Regions from separate parts of the Mus musculus genome. Here region 1 is linked to region 2. A link is a contact called in public promoter capture Hi-C data. All regions are on one chromosome and are shown on one strand. The core of a region is the stretch at or near the end of the contact, and the rest is flanking DNA. Distances in the headings are between cores, read along the strand shown. Region 1 has its middle 12 kb from the start of Mpzl2. Region 2 holds the start of Cd3d (CD3 antigen, delta polypeptide).

What was found. Promoter capture Hi-C pulls out the DNA fragments that hold promoters and counts their contacts.
Region 1: a contact with region 2 is called in a promoter capture Hi-C map of liver, with 2.0 times the contacts expected there. The contact joins the enhancer-like site here to the promoter of Cd3d in region 2. A contact is called at or near these places in 9 of 39 promoter capture datasets (the 3T3-L1 cell line, 3T3-L1-derived adipocytes, the C10 cell line and 5 more), 4 of 15 datasets of contacts at CTCF or cohesin (CD8 T cells, large pre-B cells, pro-B cells and 1 more), 59 of 484 Hi-C or Micro-C datasets (the AML12 cell line, B cells, the Ba/F3 cell line and 36 more), 18 of 115 datasets of contacts at active chromatin or transcription factors (the 230-238 cell line, CD4 single positive thymocytes, CD8 T cells and 12 more) and 3 of 9 other capture datasets (adipose tissue, liver and pancreatic islet).

The regions. Positions count from the first base shown.
Region 1 is chr9:45,026,771-45,033,532 of GRCm38.p6, reverse strand. No RefSeq gene overlaps it. Among named protein-coding and RNA genes, the nearest start is that of Mpzl2, 12 kb to the left of the region's middle. Within about 2 kb of position 2,897, at least 20 of the 459 cell types and tissues checked have an H3K27ac peak or open chromatin away from gene starts, as enhancers often do. A contact at or near this core is called in B cells, the CH12 cell line, bone marrow-derived dendritic cells and 2 more, where this site is marked.
Region 2 is chr9:44,980,428-44,986,897 of GRCm38.p6, reverse strand. It overlaps Cd3d (CD3 antigen, delta polypeptide), which reads right to left and starts at 5,112. Exons shown (of 5, transcript NM_013487.3): 1 at 4,958-5,112; 2 at 1,710-1,928; 3 at 1,163-1,294; 4 at 798-841; 5 at 1-625. The coding sequence starts at 5,012. The coding sequence ends at 554. It overlaps Cd3g (CD3 antigen, gamma polypeptide), which reads left to right and starts at 6,467. Exons shown (of 7, transcript NM_009850.2): 1 at 6,467-6,470.

The DNA.
Region 1 (6,762 bases), core at 1,648-4,147, 49 kb before region 2:
CATTCACTCATTCATTCAACAATCACTCTTTGACCACTATGACACGTCAGACATTTTTCTTGGTGCAAGAAACACAGCCCCAAGCAAAGGAACATGGGGTGCTCATGGAAGACCCATTGAACACAATGGCATTTGAGAAAGGTCTGAAGAAAATGAGGAGGAAGTATTCTGGGAAGAGGAACCCATGAGCAGAGAAGATCAGAGGATGCTTAGAGTGTTTTAAAAGTACAGAGGCCGCTGAAGCTTGGACTGAGAAGAATAGTGGCCAGGACAGAGGGCAAGGGAGGAGCAGCTCACACGGGACCCTGTGGACCTCACAAAAGATCGTCTTAAACTGGGCATGGCAGCACAAGCCTGGAACCCTGACCCTCCAGGGACAGAGGCAGGAAGATCTCTGTGAGTCTGAGGCCAGCCTGGTCTGTATAGTGGGTGAGTTCCAGGGCAACAAAGCCTGCACAGCAAGACCCTGTTCAAAAAAAAAAACAGACTCTGCTTTCTCTTAGGCAACCATTAAAAGACCATGAGAAATGTGTACAAGCCACATTAAACAAATTACAAACCACAACGAATCCAAAATATGCCAAAAAAATCCTCTTATAATGCACAACAAAAGTGACTTGAAAATAGGACTAAAATAGACAATTCTCCAAATAATATATAAAATAGCTCATAAGCATAGGAAATCATCAGAGATATGAAAACCAGAGTCTCAAATAAATACCACACCCATTTAGATGGCTCTTATTTTAAAAACAAAGAAATTATTATTAACAAAAAGGTGAAGAGATTGGAATTCTTGTACATATCTGACAGAAATGTAAAAATTAGTTTATCACTATGGAAAGCAGTTTGGTAGTTCCTCAAAAAACAAACAAGCAAACAACAACAACACAAAAGAGTCACACAGTGGTCTGAAGGGGTGGTTCAGTTGGCAAGAGCCTGTCGTGCCCACATGAAGACTGAGCTTCAGTCTTCAGAACCTGTATACAAAGTGAGGACCTATGGTATGTGTGCCTGTGAGTGCAGCAGAAGCAGTCAGATCCCAGGCTCACTGGCCAGCTGGCTAGCTCAGCTGTGAGTTCCGGGTTTATGGGGAGTCTCTATCTAAAAAAAAACAAAGGTGGAGAATATCTGAGGGAAACACCCAGTGTTGACCTCTGGCTTACACACACACACACACACACACACACACACACACACACACACACCACATGCTGACTTCTGCAAGCCCATCACAGAAGGACAGACTCTATATTTGATTCTGCCTGTGAAGAAGGCAGATCAAAAATAGCCAACTTCACCGAGTAGACTGGAGCCTCCAGAAGCTTCGAGGAGAGGGAAGTACACAGTGGGTGCTTACAGAATGCTTACAGAACTTCCATTTGGAAGGGTGGCACAGCTCAGGGGAGGGTGAAGAGTCCAGACGGTGACAGTTGCCTAGCAGCGTGATTGTGTTTACTACAATTTAAATAATCATGCTATTTGATTGTTGTTGATGTTGCCATCAGTTTACTTATTTGGGGGCTGGGAGGCTGAGGGCATGACACATGTCACAGTGCACATGCGGAGGTCAGAGGACAACTTCTAGGAGTCAGTTCTCTCCTTCAACCATGTGAGTCCTAGGTCATCAGGCTTGGTGGCAAGCACTTTTACCTGCTGAGCCATGCTATAGATTTTTACTTCTCCCCATCCTCTTCCTTCCCCCCCCCCCAAGAAAAGGAAAGAGGGAAAACAAGTGGGCAAGGTAGTTAGTTATAAGGCAAAGTAAAAACAAGCAAACTCAGGTGTACACCTTAGTCCCAGCACTTGGCAGGTGAATCTCTGTGAGTTCCAGACCAGCCTGGTCTACTCGAATCCAGGACAGCCAGGGTTGTTTATACTGAGACATCCTGACTCAAAAACACCAAAAGAAGGAGGGTGGGAGGAGGAAGGAGGAGGAGGAGGAGGAGGAAGGAGGAGGAGGAGGAGGAGGAGGAGGAAGGAGGAGGAGGAGGAGGACAAGGAGGAGGAGGAGGAAGAGGAGGAGGAGGAGGAGGAGGAGGAGGAGGAGGAGGAGGAGGAGGAGGAGACAAAATCCAAGCAAACTCATGTATAAAACAATGGCTCTGGCTGCTACCAGAGTCTCTGTGTCTCTGTGTCTTCTCCAGTAGTTAATGAGAGTAATGAAGGCCTCCCATGGAGTAAAGACCAAGGAAGACACCATTAAGTCACTTAACACATAATCACCAACTAGTTGTCTTGGAATCCAGTCTGAAGAGATGCACAAGGCCGGCGGTGGAGGCGGGGATTTGAGAGGAGATCCCAGGTACAACACAGGCAGGAAGGGAAGCAATTGGGAAGGTTGGATACAGGTGGAGGAAAAAGAGATAAAGGCCAGAGATGAGGCTGGAAATCTTATAAGAAGTGCGTTCTAAAGTCCTCTGCCTCTGATAAGGGTCAGGAAGTTGAGCTTTATCCAGGAGCAGTGGAATGCAAAGAAACTGTTTAGGGGGTCAGATTTGTACATTAGAAAGGTCACTCAGCTGCGGTTGGAGGAAGGACATTGGAAAAGACAAGGTGAAGCAAGAGGCCACTTCCAGCAGGCAGGGAGTGATTCTACCTCGACGGAGGACACTAAGGAATTCCAAGATCCTAAGGAGCTAGGATGGAAGGGATTGGTACAGGACTGAGAGTGCACGGCTGTGGAAGGCGAGTGCCAGGGGCTGAGCCCTCAGTTTCAAGTGCAGGTCAAAGCTGAAAGGCCTTCTGCAAAATAAAGAATCTCAAGGGTAGTTGTATTCGGATGTTCCCAAGGGACCACCAGGCAGAGATGTTCAAACGAACAGCAGACCAGACGAGACCAGACCAGAGCAGCCACTTAGTCAATCTCAGATAGGCAGTGGGCCAATTTTAAACCACTGCAACAGTCAGAAGTCTCCACAATCAATTAGAAGAAATGCAACCGACCTGGGCCTGACACACCAGGACATCCCCTTCAGCCCTGCCCTATAAGGAAAGTACCTTTAAGCTAAACACTTTGACTTTCCTGTTTCTAGTTCCTTCTGCCACTTTCTGCCTGTAAACCCCCCTCTCCTGCGTGAAAGCCTCCAAAAACTGACTTCCACATAGACTAGTGATTACTACAAATGATGCACGGAAGGTGCCCGATAGATCTTGAAAATGGTGGGCTGGGGAGAAGCCATTTCAACCAAAAAGTCAGGCTGGCAGCTAGGTCACCTGGAGGCGGATTGGGAGGGACTGGTTACTGAGGAGATAACGTTTTGGTTCAAAGGACAGACCTTACAGAGCAGCTGGAAGGGAATGTGAGCTAGAAAAACCTCCTAATTTGGGGTTTATCTGTTAATTTTGACACACACCTATAAGTACTCAGGAAGCTGGCAAGTAGGATGGCTGAGGAAAGACAGAAAAAATAAAAGAGAGGAGGAGAAAGGAGGAGGTGGGGGCACTCGTCCAAAGGGACTTTAGCTTGTCCCAGTGATCACAGGGACAGCCCAACAGCAAGAGACAGTGTGGCCCTGCCATTAGAAGCAGTAAAGACTGCTCTGGTTGCTGAAGCTGTTCCTGACTTATAACTGTGGTTCCAATGTAATGTCTGACAGTATCCCGTTCCCAGCTCAGAATGTGGTTCATGTGGTCAGTGTGGATGAGAGAAAATCCAGAGTAGCTGTGAACATGGATAACTTAGAAAGCAGGGAGATCAGGGCAGAAAAGTATGTGTGCTATTTTGTGAGTGGGGTGTGTGCATCTCCTAAATGTAGACGTTCCCATTTAATGGTTTCTATAGTGTTTTGTTTGTATCACAGGGAAGAAAGGTCACTGTAGTAAACTGAGGGGAGGAGACAGGGGACAGACAAACAAACTCTTCAGGACAGAGTCTAACACGGTTGCTCACTGGAAAGTGAGCAGAAGCTGACCAAAGTAGGAACTTGGAGATCAAGTAGTATAACCATGGTAACGTAACTAATGACCCAGTCAGATTCAAAACCGGGTCTGCCTGACAGGCAAGTCAGCTCCTGAGTCACCTTTGCTTTCTACTACACCAATCCCCCTTCTCCATAGAGTCTACCAGTCCTGTGTGCCAAGGAGTTCCCCTCATCCTACCCCCTATCTCCTCTGCTCTCTGGCGGGCTCTTCAGAACTAAGTGAAATAAAGATTAGGCTCCCTCTTCTCAGCATCTCTCCTAAAAGAACAAAAAAGGATGATGGGAAACTCTTGGGAAATTGTGTTCATTCTTCCTGTTACAGAAAACAAGCAACAGAACAGCTTCAAGCAGTTACCAGGTGTCCTGCACTTACCTCAGAATTCTAGGAGGAAGATGATACAATCAGCCCCATGAGGGGTTCTCCAGCAGAAGGAGGAGGGGAGAAAGAGAGACAGAGACAGAGAGACAGAGGCAGAGAGAGACAGAGACAAGAGAGAGACAGAGAGAAAGCCCCATTTCCAGGTGATCTGCATAAAGTGCACAGACAGGGGACAGACAACACAAGAATGTGGTACTCTGAAAAGGCTAGATACCTGGGAATCCTGGGAAATAAGGAGGAGTTTACAAAAGAGAAGGGCCCCATGGACCAAGGCGCTCTATTAGAGAGGAAAGCAGTCAGGCCCTGTGGGATCCCTGTCATGGATAAGATCATGGGAATAGTTATAACTACCAGCTGTTCCATACATTCTGCTCAGTATATTCATATCTCACAGCCTTCTGAAGCACTTTATCAATCCTTTTACAGGTAAGGAAGTGAAGTGAGGGACTGTAATGATCTGCCTGTGATTACTTTGTGGCCACGGAGTCCAACAGCCAAGCTTTAAGTCTGAGTCCCAGGACTCCTCTATGAAGGCAGCTTAGGGCTGGGGACACAGCCTAGTGGTAGAGCACTTGTCTAAGCGAAAGCCAGGCTCTGAGTTCAACCTCAGCACCACAAACAAACAAACTGAAACTAAACCCCAGAGTTTAAAATACAAGATGCAGAACAGCAAGGACGCAGTGAAGAGAGCCTCTGATCCCATGGTGTTCAAAATTTCTCATCAAATCCTAGTAATTTGGGGGGGGGCAGCAGTGTAATAAGTAATAGGGTCAGTTTAGATGGTAGATGCACATGAAAGAGAAAAGGAATAGCAACTTATCAGGGGGGACCTAAGAGGTGAGGGGCCTCACTCAGCACGGCACCTCACACACAGAAGGATTCAAGCAGAGCCAAGCAAACACCACTCCAACTTATGAAGCATTCAGAGACTCCAAACAATAGGCAAGGTGGAGGAGAATGTCTGTGGATGGAAAGATGGACCCTCCTTAGGCACCTTCCCTGGCTAGGCAAAACGGAACAAACATCTTGCTTTGTATACAATCCCCTGGAACAGGGCATTTGCCTTTGAAAACAGACATCAGCTTTTGGAAGAAAGCTGAACTTGAAATTAGAGGGCGTACAGAATCACAGCAAGCCAAGGGAACTAAAGAAGCTCACAGCAAGTCCGGTCTTGCCCATCTCATCAGCAAGCTGGTGATGAGGTTCATCATCCTCCCCACCCCGGCCTCAGCCTCAGCAGCCTTCTCCCCGGGGTCCTCCATGTATGGGAACTCCTCTGATGGTGTAGTCATTTCTGGGGAGAAGGGGCTGCAGACACACTGGGTGACAAGTGTCCCAGGCAAGTGAAATGGATCACAGGTGGGAGACATACGTATCTGTAATTCAAACCATAAGAAAGGGCCTGTTCCCAGGGCAAAGTTGGATGTTGGATGGGAGAGCCAGCATCCATGGTCATTCCTACGAAGTGCAGGAATCCTAGAAGACTGATGCTACACTCAGACTTCTCAGGCATGGATAAGATTACAGGAAAGAGTGAGCCTTAGCACCTTCCTTATATACCAGGAACCAGTTTCTTAACACCTCGCTGTAACTGGCTTGGCAGGAATGAAGACATTCTGAAGAGACACTTGAGTCCCTCCCTCCAGCTATCTGACTAAGAAACAATGGCCTCCAAGAAACTGGAATTTCCCCAGGAATCTCCTCTGAGGAGAAGGCTGAAGTCCGCTGCCAGCCAAAGTGGGAGCTGCTACCAAGAACGAGATTGCACATGTTTCTGACCACGTGTCAGAATAATTTACAAGAAAGACAGGAGCCAAGGAAATGCCGTGGTGGGCAAGACCGCATCTCTACCACGTTCCTCTGACCCTCTTCTTAAACCTAAACCTCATGGCAGGACAGCAAGACAGACTTGGGTGATGAAGTGTAGGTGTGGGGTAGCCCCCCATCTCTGTCCCTCCTCCCACAGAGGTCACATTGAATAGATCTCCTTTTCCTGATTTTCTCTGTGAATTTACCTTTTTCATTGGCTTATTGAGGAAGGGTGCCAATGTCTGGCTTTGTTGGAGTGCCAGGGCACAGGGTCTGATCCAAATAACTCTGATGGCATTACCTCTAGATCATCCCAGAACTCGTGTGTGTGTGTGTGTGTGTGTGTGTGTGTGTGTGTGTGTGTGTGTGTGTTGTTTGTCTCTTTGTTTGTTTGTAGGTGGAGATGGGACACACTTCTTGGAGGTCAGAGCACAACTTTCAAAAGTTGGTTCTTTCCCACCACGTGGGTCCCAGGGATTGAACTCAGGTTGCCAGCCTTGGTGGCAAGAGCCTTTACCCTCCGAGTCATCTTGCCAACCCAATTTGTGATGTAAAAACCCTATGAATATTAACTGTGCTAGACCAAGTACATTGGATTTGGTGCAAGCAAAACTTATCAAAAGGTAAGATAAGAACTACCTTTTGTAGTGC
Region 2 (6,470 bases), core at 3,863-6,362:
GTCTTTCTGTCTTTCTGTCTTTCTGTCTCTCTGTCTCTCTGTCTGTCTCTCTCTCTCTCTCTCTCTCTCTCTCTCTCTCTCTCTCTCACTCACACACACACACACACACACACACACACCCTCTGAGCCCCAATATTCTTCTCTGCCACCCCCATTCATGATGTCATGGAAACTTCTTTGTGGCTCAGCTTCTAAACACCACAGCCTGCTTTGGGCTGTGGTAAGGCAGCAAAATCCCGGAAGTTGTTATGATAGGGACTGGAACCAACAGGCAATGAAGCAGAGTGGCTGGGCTGACCCTGCCCACAGGAAACCCACAGGGTTAGAAATGCCAAGGGGCCAGGATGGGAAGCTGTCCCTCGTACTGCCTGTCTGGGTCTGAGGAGAGGAAGCCAGAAGTGAGGGGCCACGGGTGGGCAGAACTCAGCCAAGCTAAGACAACTCTCAATCCATGCTTTGGAAAACACAGGCGCCTGCCGACGGAAGGAAACGTCTTTATTGGTTGATCACAGGGGAAGGCGCCGTTGCTATGGCACTTTGAGAAACCTCCATCTTAAGATTTCTTGTTCCGGGGCCAGTTCCCTCCAAGACGGCTGTACTGGGTATCTTCACGATCTCGAAGAGGCTGAGAGGCAAGATACCGAGTCACATCTGAACTGTTCTCCAGACATCCTCCTCCCTCCATCGCCCCCACCCCTAAGGACTACCCCCCCCCCCCGGACATCTCACAACCCTTACTGGCAGGTCTCTTAGTCCTCACTCCCTCTCCTGTTTTTGCCGCCTCCCTCAGGGCTTACCTGATACAGCTGCTCATTCTTCAGCAGTGCTTGAACCTCAGCAGCTAGAAGCAAGGACAGAAAGTCATTGGGAGCTAGGGAAGGTGAGACATTGAGACCTAGGAACACTGCAGGGGTGGGTAGGTTCAGAAGTCAGTCACATCCTCTCTCACCCTCGGAAGTCTGCATGCGCATCACAGGCATACCTGTTCTTTCAGCACCCTATAGTGAGTCCCTAAGACATTATCAGAGAAACTTCCAGATGATGCCAGCCCTACCACCATCCCACATCTTTCAGCCAGTTTATGAGTTCACACACACACAACACACACACACAAAGGGGGGAGGGAGAGGGAGAAAAAGAGAGAGTCTTTCTGCTAACTAACCCCCAGAAGGCCTTCCGGTCTCATGTCCTGCAAAGCAGTAGACGCCCAAAGCCAGGAGCAGAGTTGCGATGAGGTCAATGAAGATGACACCAGCCATGGTGCCCGAGTCTAGCTCCACACAGTTCTGGCACACTGGTGGGGAGAGGAAGAAGAGAGTGTTCAAGGTCACGGAACCGTCTCTGGTCCTAGAAAGACCCTAGGCTCCTCCCGTTCCAAGACACACTTTAGTGAGACTGTAAAGATCTTGCTACTTCCATCTCCGCCCTTATCCCAAGGAACTGCTGAAGAGAGACATGACACACTTCAGCTTTGTGGGGTTTTAACTGAAGAGTAGACTAAGCCCCTCCCCAGACCATCAGTCACAAGCCAGGCCCTGCTGTTCTGCCTCACTTAAACTCTCCCCCAGTTCTGAAGCACTCCTCACACATCTGGTTCACACCACCACGAGTGCCCTTTGTAAACTGGTTCAGCCCAGTCTGCTTTTAGCCCAATGTTTCCACATGCACAGGGCCAGGGATTTCACCCCAGTGAGTCCAGGAGCACATACTTCGGTAATGGACTTGCACAGAAGACACCACCTTTGCCAGCTGCTCTGTCCCATTACACAGATATATCCCTCGTGGGTCCAGAACGCCTTTGCCCAAGTTGAGTGTTTTATTCTTTGCAAACCATCCTTCCACCGTTCCATCTAGATGCATGACGCTGGTATTGCAGGTCACAAATACTTTGTCCTCATATTCGGTCACTTGTATCTTGAAGGGGCTCCCTGAGGTGGAAGACACTGTAGTCAGAGGCAGCTCTCTGGAGCGTAGGCAGCTTATTGCTCTGCATACTTACAGACCATTTGTGTAGTAAGGGACATGATGCCGAGTGAAAGGGGCAGGAGCAACCAGAGGGAGATTTCAGGAAGTTCTCCAGGGACTCGAGGTTCGTGAGAGATGTGGGGATATAGTCCAAGCAGAAAACAGACTGTCCACAGTAGCTTTGTCAGCCTAGAGTCACCTAAGTAGAGAGTCTAATTGAGGGATCACCTACATTAGATAGGCCTTGCAGACATGTCTATAAGGGATTGTTTTAATTGCCTTAGTTGATGCAGGAGGATCCCAGACCACTGTGGATGGCATCAATCCCTGGCAGGGGATCTGGGCTGGACAAGAAAGTTAACAGTGTAAGAATGAGACAGGAAGGGAGCCAGAAAGAGCGTTCTTCTGCGGTTGCTGCTTTGTGCTGCTGATTGAATTTCTGCCCTGACTTCCCTGAACCATAGGCTGACCTGAAACTATAACCAAATAAATCCTTTCTTCCCTTAAGTTCCTTCTGATCAAAGTGTTTTATTACAACCAGAGAATTCAAACTAGGACATAGATCCTGAGGGATCTGGGAGCAAACGCAAAAACTATGAAGCTGTGTTGATCCAAGAACCTTCCAGAAATTAACTTTAGACACCAGGTAGACTGCTGGGGTCCCCAAGAGACCTGAGATGGCAGAGGATATTCTTAGCCTGGAGACTGTGCCTCTTATACTAGAGACTCCTAATTTCTCTTCCTGGCCAATAACTCTCTCACTGTAACTTCTTGTCCTCGTCTCTGATGTCTCTGTTCCAGTATCTGCCAGAGTAATGAGATGCTCACTATAAAAGAGTTTTCCAGAGCCAAATACCCCTGTGGCAGAGAGGAGCTGTAATGAATTACCAGCCCAGTGATTCAGATTTCCCAGAGTAAATCCTATGTAAGAAGATTCGTTGGGAGCATAGCCCAATGGTAAAGACATATGAAATGCCCTAGATTTGATCTCCAGCACTGCATATATACATATATACATATATATGCATGTATGTATATGTACATATGTGTGTATATATGTGTGTATGTGTATATATATGTATATGTGTGTATATGTATGTATATGTGTGTATATATATATATATATATATATATATATACAGTGACTTGCATCTGGAATCTCATAACTTGGAAGGCTGAGACAGGAGAAGACCTGAGATAGCAAAACCAACCTAGGCTACGTAATGAGTTCCAAGACAACCTGGGCTATGGTGTGGGTGAGATTCCCATCTCAAAAAAAAAAAAAAAAAGTAGTTCAGTAATTCTGTCAGAGCAGAGGCATCTGGGACACAGATACTGTCACCAGAAATAACCTGAGGAGTTTCTTTAATCTTTGAGGAAACTTAACTCAAGTAAAACCCAATCTCCTTGAACAGAAAACTTTAAGATGAACCGGGTTTATCTTAATATATTTATATTATATTAATACAAGGATATTTTAAAGTAGATTTTAAGCATGAGTGTTAAGAAAGACACTCCAGGATGGCTTCCCAGAAAGAGATGCACCATCTATCTACTTTACAACAGCTGAATACACTGCTTGGGTGGGTCTTGAAGTTCTTGTCCCCAGAGTTGTTAAGAAACCTAAATGAGTTCACAGAATAGTATGGGCATCAAACAGAATTACAATGGATGGAACAAATGTTTAGAGTTGGGTATGCCAGATGCAGGAGCTCTTCACAGCAAACAAAGAAAGTAGTCGTATTTATGAGGCTCTTAGAGAATGTTCTAGAGAGGAATGAGGCCCTGCCCAAGGTCATACACAGTCCAGCCTTAAGCCTGACTTGTTGCTATTTTAAATAGCAGCATAGTAAAATACCCGTATCAGAAAAGAGCAGCTTGTAGACAACTTATACAGAGAACATTAATTGTGCTGAAATTCTCAAACCCTAGCTAGTTTCTGGGTTGAGCGGTTCCTGTCCCTCCTGTGCCCCTATAATTTTTACTGTCTTTGCCATGCTTGCTTAAGGAGAAAGGGCCACCAATATGTATCAAATCTGCTCCTGAGGCTCTAAGTACATCAAGTCTGGTGGGAGAGGTGAAAGGCTGTGGGCACAGTGAGCCTTCCCAGCCCAGAGGGCACTGCCATGCCTTATGTCTACAGCCAGCCTTCCCTGGAGTCTGTGTGTCTCTGAGCTTCATTACTTAGTTACTGATCTGAACAAAAGAGCACCCTCCAGAAAACTCCAAAATGGCTGCCCCTGCCTCTGAAGCAGGAACATATATGAGCATGCTGGAGAAGAGAGGTGTATGTAATTCTTCTCCTCTTAAAGTCCCGTCTTCTTTGGAGTTACGTCCAGTAGAAATCTCTGGTGGCCAGGACAGCTCTTAGAGTAACCATTTGACCCAGTTTTCCTGGGACGGCTGAGCTCTGAGATGTGAGCTTCGCAGTGTTATTTTGGAGTTTGTTTGGTTTGGGTTTTTTGCACTCCTTGAGTCCTACCCCCGTGTTATCTACCCAGCCTGCTTTTCTGTTTTAAAAGCAAACAAACTGAGAAAGAGTTGGCACTTAGGACTTACAGACTTTAATATAACATACCCTCTGCCTGTCCTTCCCATTCAGCTAAAGCTAACTTTTCTCTTAAAGATCGCTTCTAAATTCTGAGCCGAGCCGTGGCTCCGGGTGGTCACATGACCAAGAATCCTACTCCAAGAGGCCATTTGCCTTAGACGATGCAATGGGTATAACTTCATTACTAGTTTTAGGCCTAGGGACATACAATATGGAACCATTTCCTACAAATGTCTGGTCCAAGGAGTTTGGGGACACCATCACGACCAATGTGAGCCTTGACTAGAGCAGGTCAAAGCCGAATGCTTGTTTCCTATGCCCTAGCCTTGCCCTTTTATCTTCCCCAGCTTGGTAAACGAGATGCACTATCCAGTGGACTTCTCCCAGTGACAATGCCCCTCACGGGTCCATCCTCCACACAGCTGAAGAGGCCTCCCTTACCTTGGGGGAGAACAGCAATCAGTATCAGACTAGCCAGAATCCCGCTGTGTTCCATCTTCCAGAGGGAATCATGCAACAAATAGAGGCAAGCCACAGGATGATCAGCCAGGGTTAGCACTATCCTCCGCCAACAGACTCATGGGTATTCAGAAAAAGGAAGAGTGGGGGAGGAACTAGAAGAAATCTGCCTCTCTACCTTCTGCCTTTGATGGTGTAAGACTGTCAAAGCAACAGTGGGCTAGGTGTGGGGTAAAACACAAACAGGTGCAAACTGCTCTTTCTGAAGCAAAGATTTTGGGATGATTGATACAAAGCAGAGACTATGAGGAAAGTTTGTTCAGAATTCTAGGAAGTGTAAGGGAATTTAGAATAGCCTTTCCTGGTAACAAAAAACAAATAGCAATAGTCACTGGTAACAAACAAAGAAGATTTTGGGCTTCCTATGAACAATACAACTACATTTACTCACAAACAAGGAAGTGCCACCTCTTTAGATCCACTGAGAGAAACTATTACACAAGCCACATTAGCAGATCCTCTTGTTTCTGATCAGTCTCAGGACCCTTCACAGGACACTCTGGGACACCACATCAAGCTGCTTCTAGCCAGTGGGAAGATGGACTTGAGAAGCCCTCATCCAGACATCGGAATCCTAGGTCCAGCACATAGTACCCATGCATGGAGTGTCTCAGAGCTTGTCTCCCTCAGCATCACTCTAAGGATTGGGGGAGGAGTGTTTGCATCATGCCAGCCACATTAAGCCATCTCAGTATGAGAGTCTTCTTAACAATATAATCAATCCACTCATTTGTAGAATCGATCCTCCCCAGGAGACAATAGACTTTTCTACCATGTGCTGTGGGGATCTAACTTTCCACACTGCTATAATCAGAAGGTCATCTGTCTGGGGACAAAATTATCCTTTGTGCCTGGAATCACATAGGAATTCTGTGAATTTCTGTTATGCATTGACTGGCTAAAGGAGACAATAGCCTGAGACCCTGGAACTAGCCCAGGGTCATACACCAAGAAATAAGCTAGTTGTCCCGTTGGGATGTTCTCTTCTAGGTGGGTACCACTTAGATGTTCTCAAAAGAACAGTGTCAAAAATCTCTTAAGGAAGGTCTACTCTAAGATGCTTTTCCATTCAGAACTCCAGTCTCATACATGGAAAAGTTCTGCCTAAACCCATGAGTTCTGGGATCAAGTGACAAACAAGTCCAGACCTAGCCAGAAGAACAGGCAGGAACATTCATCACTGTCATCGAGAAAAAGGCTCAGTGGAGTCTTCAACCTATTGCGCATAGAGGTTCTAGTGGTAAAGGGGTTTCCAAGTGGGAATCTAGAACCTCATCCCCTGCCACCTGCTATCCTGCAAGCCTTAACAACAACAAAAGAGAAAACGAGATAAGTCAGAGCATCAACACCCCTGCTGGGGCCCCTGCTGCCCACACTCTACAGGAGAGGGCGGAGACACCTGGTATTGCCTCTACTCAGAGTCCCAGCTCAATGC